Regions from separate parts of the Zea mays genome. Here region 1 is linked to region 2. A link is a contact called in public Hi-C data. All regions are on one chromosome and are shown on one strand. The core of a region is the stretch at or near the end of the contact, and the rest is flanking DNA. Distances in the headings are between cores, read along the strand shown.

Region 1 (3,033 bases), core at 137-2,636, 300 kb before region 2:
GCCCAAGCTGCAAGACATTCTGCTGTACGTACGGATCGGAGTATTTCATTTCGTCCATCTTAACAATTAATTTGGTTCCTTTCCATCTTAATAATTTGATATATATGCACATGCAGTGTGCGACTTCTATCCCGGCGTGTCCTGCGGCGACCCACGCTTCACGGGCGCCGACGGCAACAACTTCTACTTCCACGGCAAGAAGGACCGGGACTTCTGCATCGTCTCCGACGCCGCCCTCCACATCAACGCGCACTTCATCGGCAAGCGCAACCCGGCCATGAGCCGCGACTTCACCTGGATCCAGGCGCTGGGCATCCGCTTCGCGCACCACCACCTCTACGTCGCCGCCCAGAGGACGCCCAGGTGGGACGCCGCCGCCGACCACCTGGCGCTGGCCCTCGACGACGAGGACGTCGACGTCGCGTCCCTGCTGCCGCGCTTCGTCGGCGCGCGCTGGTCCCCGCCCACGGCGCCGGCGCTGTCCGTCACCCGCACCGCGCGCGTCAACACCGTCGTCGTCGAGCTCAGGGGCGCCTTCCGCATCGTCGCCAGCGTAGTGCCCATCACCGCCGAGGACTCGCGGATCCACAACTACGGCGTCAGGGAGGACGACGGCGACACCCTCGCGCACCTCGACCTCGGCTTCAAGTTCTACGACCTCACCGACGACGTGCACGGCGTGCTGGGCCAGACCTACCGCCCGGACTACGTCAACAGCCTCAACGTCACATCCAACATGCCCGTCATGGGAGGCGCGCCGGACTACCTCTCCTCCGACCTCTTCTCCACCGACTGCGCCGTCGCACGCTTTGGCGGACGCCGACACCAGCAAGGCACCGCCGCTAATATTGCCATGCTCACCGACGACGACGACATGGAATGAATAACAAAGGACACGTCGTACGCGCGATCGACGACTTCACCGTACCATTCCATTACCATCTCGGAGGATATCGATCCATCCATCGTTGTGTGTCTTCTACACTAGCTAGTGAATGAAGAAGCAGCAATAAACCCATTGAAATTATATATTATATATTCAACAAATAAGGCTTATAAATACATATGCATGCATGTATACTCCTAATTAATTAATTAAATACTCCTGATTTTATTTTACAATGCATGGATGTTTAAGTAATCGATCGAGCTTCACTTGATAGTTCGTGGAATTAAGAAACTGAGCACAAGATAAAATGTAATCGAGTGCTTAACAATTTTGGGACTCTCATCATCACAACTCACAAGCAAAACAAAAATGGAAACAAACAATTTTAGTTTCTTGGTGGGCCTTGGCAGTGTGGAGTTGGGCCTGTGGCTCGTCTAACTCGATCCGGAGGCCCATCTCACGAAGTCACAACAAGAGAAAACAGTTTTTTTTAGCTTCCGGAAACAGTCCATCTCTCGTCCTTGACAGAGTAACCAAACCAAGCACCACGCGCGGCCATGGCCTTCCCCGCCGACGCGCTGGTTCTAGAGATCACCGACACATCATCCTCCGCCACCGCCGCCGCCGCCCGTGCTCCATCCTCACCTTCTCCCCCGCCGCTGTCCATCTCCGACCTCGCGCGCTTCGACCCGCTCCCATCCCCAACCGTTGCCGTTCGCGTCGACCGGCACAGGCAAGCGACCACTCTCCCATCTCAACCTACCCCCTAGCTGATTCCTGCGCTCTGGTAATCGAATCCTACCTCGTGGGCAGGCTAATCGAGAGCTCCTCCTACTTCCGCGCGCTCCTCGGCGGCAGCTTCAGGTCAGCGAAAACCTAAGCCTCGAGTTACTACTACAAGTTAGTGGCGACTGGGCAGGTATCTCATCGGCGCTGTGTGTGGATGCAGTGAATCCGGCAGAGAGCATGTGCGTGTGGGCTGCAATTTGGAGGCTGCTGTGCAAGTGCTGCGCTACCTTTTTGAGCCTTCCGAGAGCTTTAACATCACGCACAACAATTTCCTCCCCCTGTTGGAGGTACCCACAGTCCTGAAAGTCTAAAGTTGTGCTTCTCTTGGTTGATAACACAAGACAACACCCTTCTAGATTATCTTTTTTTATTATGTTTCATAAATTCTATGCCATGGGAATAGGAATTCCATTAGTACTGTGTACCATCGTTAGCAGTTACTAGTAAACCTGTGCCTGATAGAAAGCTGCTGGAGGAAGATGGTCATTTATGCCATAGCCATACTCATTGCTAAATTTGAGGCTAGTGCTACTGCCTTCGGTTCATGTCAGGTGCTACCCTAAGTCTCCAACTTCACTTATCATCCAGGGAGCTTTGTTTCTTGCTGTTGAGAGCCTTCTAGTGGAGTGTCAAAGATGGTTCGGCACCATAGCCTCTCAAACTTCTGCCATGTCAGTTCCATTAGATTTCATAATTGAAGTCTGGTACTTTGCTGAAGAGCATGGTGAGTTCTTTTGCTATAGTGTTCTGACATTTCCAGGTAATATTTTCCATTTTGAACAAAATCTAATCAATTCTTTAAGGTTTTTTTTCTGGCTTTGGATATGTTTGCAGGTGTTACTTTTGTTCAAGACATTTGCCAAAAATTTCTAGCTCAGAATTTTGTAGGTACAATTACTGCATTATGTGCATATTCTTTGAGAAATATATTTCCTGGCGATGTTTGGTTCCTTTCTGATATGCTCATGTATTATGCAACATGCTTTCTGTACCACTGCCGTTCTGTGGACCATGCAGGCACATGCTATCTCAGGAAGGTCATTTAATAAAATACCTTATGATTTGCTATGTTCAGCGATCAAATGTCCACATCTGACAGTGGATAGGTTTGTTGTATCTTCTCTCAGTGTTATTCTATAATATGATTCCCTTCTCTGAAGCTAAAATAATTTGCTGCCTTTTGTCCAGTGAAAAACAATTGTGTGAAGCAATTTTGTATTGGGTTTCAGAAAATATGAAAGCCTGTGAACAATCAAACCCCAACTCAGTAGATGGCCACCTCTTCATTCTTAGCAAGGTACGGCATTCCTCAAAATGTGTGGGTAGTATTTAGTGTCAAGTCTATTTTGCCATCT
Region 2 (3,468 bases), core at 673-3,172:
AGAGTCTTTCGCGAGGCCTTCCAACCTTCTAGTGGACCCGGGGAATATCTGTCCCCCACAGCCACCTCTACATGTCGTGACCTTTGGCACCCTTGATAACTACCGAACTGAGTTCCTACGCTTTGAGGTGGCTCGGTTCGAGTGCGGCTACAACACCATCAACGGGAGGCCGGGGCTGGCCAAGTTCATGGCCATCCCCCACTACCCTTATATGGTGCTCAAGATGCCCGAGCCCTAGGGTGTCATCACCATCCATGCTGACTTCCAAGGAGCAGCAGAGTGCTACCCGGGGGCCATCCAAATGACACTCACCATCGGCCCCTTGGCGGCACCACGAACACCGACGACGAACGCTGACACATCACCGGGGGATGACCTCATGATCCTGGCGAAAGAAGAAACCTTGGCCACTTCCATACGGTTAGTTGAAGAAACCAAGAAGGCCGACCTTGGCCTCCTTGACGCACGCAAGACGACGACCATTAGCTCCAGCCTCACCGGCAAATAGGAAGACATGCTCATCCGGTTCCTGCAGGACAACCGAGACGTGTCTGCATGGCATCTCACAGACATGCCCGGAGTTCCCAAGGAACTGACTGAGCACAAACTGAAGGTGTACCTGCAAGCAAAACATATCCGACAGAAGCTGCCGCTTTACACCTGATAAGAGAAAAGCCATACGAGCCGAGTTAGCTCGCCTAGTAGCTGCTAGCTTCAATAGAGAAGTGACGGATCTTGAGTGGCTTGTGAATTTTGTTCTTGTACTCAAAAGGAATAAAGTTTATTGGCGCATGTGCGTCGACTATACTGATCTCAACAAACACTATCCGAAGGATCCCTTCGGGCTCCCTAGAATAGACCAAGTAGTCAACTCTACCGCGGGGTGTTCCATGCTCTCCTTCCTGGACTGTTACTCGGGATACCACCAGATGGGTCTAGTGGAGGAGAATCAAGAGGAGGATTCAGGAGAAGACGTCGTTCATCACACCCTTCAGGGTGTTTTGTTACACCTCCATGTCGTTCGGCTTAGAGAATGCTAGGGCGACCTACCAGCGGGCCATCCAAACATACTTAGCCGACCACTGGGGCAAACGTGTGGAAGCCTATGTCGATGATGTTGTAATCAAGACAAAGGATCCAGAAAACTTCATTGACGACATCCAACAAGTTTTTCAATAGCCTGAGGCGCTACCGTTGAAAGCTTAACCCCAACAAGTGTGTGTTCGATACTTGGTTTCATCATCAGCTATCGGGGGATTGAAGCCAACCCTAAGAAGATTGAATCCATACTGCGGATGGAGCCATCACGATCGCAAAAGGTCCAGAAGCTTACTGGATGCATGGCAGCGCTGAGTCATTTTATTTCATGGCTCGACGAAAGAGGCATGCTATTGTACAAGCTGCTCAAAAGGTGGACAGGTTCTAGTGGACTCCTGATACCCAAGGAGCATTCGAGGATCTCAAAAAGTTCCTAACAACCCACCCGTCCTCAAGCCGCTTAACCGGACCACCAGCGACCAGCCGGTCCAGAATCTGCTACTGTATATCTCATACAAGACTCACGTGGTAAGCACCATGTTGGTAGTTGAGCGGAAGGAGGAAGGACACGCACCTCCGGTTCAACATCCAATATCTTTCATCAGTGAAGTCATCGGGCCCTCAAGATCAGATACCCACAGGTCTAGAAGTTGTTGTACGTGGTGCTCCTCAGTACTCGAAAACTGCGCCACTATTTCGACGACCACAAAATCGTAGTAGTCACAGAAGTTGGAAGAACAACAACTGTGTATAATACAAGTGATCAATGGAACCATGTTTAGCTTAAAAAAAGACCGCAGACCCGCAGACTGTCAGCCGTTAAAAAAAAGAAAAAGGAAAAAATAAAAACCAGACAGCCAGCCCCGAGCCCCAAACGGCCAAACCTCCTTGGACACGACTCGCCGCACCCATCCCCATCCGCCGCCGCTGCCATGGCCGACGAGATTGACACGAGGCCGGCCTCCGCGGGCTCCCGCGGCCGTCCTGCGCACGCTACCGAGGACGACGACCGGGAGGAGGGCGAGATCGCCGCCGACGCCCCCTCGCCCGCCCTCCCCGCCGCGCACCCGCTCGAGCACTCGTGGACCTTCTGGTTCGACAACCCGCACGGCAAGAACAAGATGGCCGCCTGGGGGAGCTCCATCCGACCCATCCACACCTTCTCCACCGTAGAGGACTTCTGGGGGTGCGTCCGACTATCTCTCTCTGACACATGCACACCTCTTAACCTCCTTTCCCTCCTCTCACACTCTCACAACTACTGGTACAAGTCCAGATTCACAATATACGAGCCAAATCTGCCATGGTTTACGGATCTTGGATCTCTAGATTAATTAACGCATTAGTTTCTGACTATGCCTAATCCATAGCACTCTCATTCAGCTTCTAACACTTGTTTATACAGCGGGAAAGATCAATTCTGAGAGCATAGTTACTGTCTTAGCTTCATTTGCAAGGCGCCTATCCGAAGCAGATATTCATTTTCACATGTTTTTTGCTCACCTAGTTATTCTAGCCATTTAGAGATTTATCCCCGAAACCACGCAAACCTGTTGTTCTGATGTTGCGAGCTGTCTCTGCACTTTTTACATGTTTTTGCCCCTGCTATATCATAGATATTAGCCTTCTCATTTGCCTTTTTAGAAGCAGCTGTCGATCAATCTTACACCTCTTTCGGTTTGATTCATGCACATACTGTATGAAATCTTTATTGGGTAAGCATGGTATGTTTCCATTCTCAAACATCTCCAGACCTACCTGCTAGTCCTTGTTCATACTCAAACACACGCCTTGACAAGTCTACAGTCAGTGGTGGATCCAGGAATGGATCAAAAGAGGGGCTATAAGGCACACTTGACGGAGACGCCAGCGTATGCGGCGGACGTCTTAGGGGCAGCCAGCGGTGTGCTGCAGGCTTGGCGTGCTGCAGCAGCCTGCCTGCAGCTTGTGCCTTGCATTGGTCGCTGAGCACCTGTGCGCTGCTAGCTGCTGTAGCTGCTTTAGGTGTGTCGGCCATCCACACTGCTAGCTGCTGTGGATGCCCGCGCTGCCGCGCTGGTACTAGCGGCGTGGACGGAGGCCGGACGCAGGTGCTGAATGGCGCGGCCAGGAAGGAGGTTGTGACCTATTTTAGTTGGACTTTGTGGGCTAAAATGATGGTATAGTATAGGTGCTATTGGGCTGCGACTGGGGCTTCAACCCTAGCCCTAGATTCGCCCCTGTCTACAGCTACAGTTGGTATTAAGTCAAAGTGACACCCGCCTCATGGATCTAGTTTATATGAGAAAATTCAATCTCTGTCATGACGCAAAATCTGTAATGTATATTTTTTTATATTCAGAACCCGAGATTCGATTTGATCTGATGAACTGAGCTTCATAGGTTATTGGCTCTCTTGCTTGACTTCCTGTCGAGTTTCTTAACGGTTGT

The links. A called contact is a pair of places that touch in the nucleus more often than the background predicts.
Region 1: a Hi-C map of endosperm shows a contact between it and region 2, with 2.0 times the contacts expected there. The contact joins the promoter of LOC103650693 here to the promoter of LOC100283214 in region 2. A contact is called at or near these places in 5 of 25 Hi-C or Micro-C datasets (bundle sheath, ear, endosperm and 2 more).

The regions. Positions count from the first base shown.
Region 1 is chr3:147,410,658-147,413,690 of Zm-B73-REFERENCE-NAM-5.0, reverse strand. It overlaps LOC103650693 (BTB/POZ domain-containing protein FBL11), which reads left to right and starts at 1,386. Exons shown (of 19, transcript XR_564324.4): 1 at 1,386-1,622; 2 at 1,703-1,753; 3 at 1,839-1,965; 4 at 2,267-2,402; 5 at 2,513-2,562; 6 at 2,696-2,784; 7 at 2,867-2,975. LOC541623 (root cap protein 1) reads left to right here. Exons shown (of 2, transcript NM_001111378.2): 1 at 1-24; 2 at 117-1,031. The coding sequence ends at 883.
Region 2 is chr3:147,109,705-147,113,172 of Zm-B73-REFERENCE-NAM-5.0, reverse strand. It overlaps LOC100283214 (eukaryotic translation initiation factor 4E-1), which reads left to right and starts at 1,922. Exons shown (of 5, transcript NM_001366957.1): 1 at 1,922-2,224. The coding sequence starts at 1,971.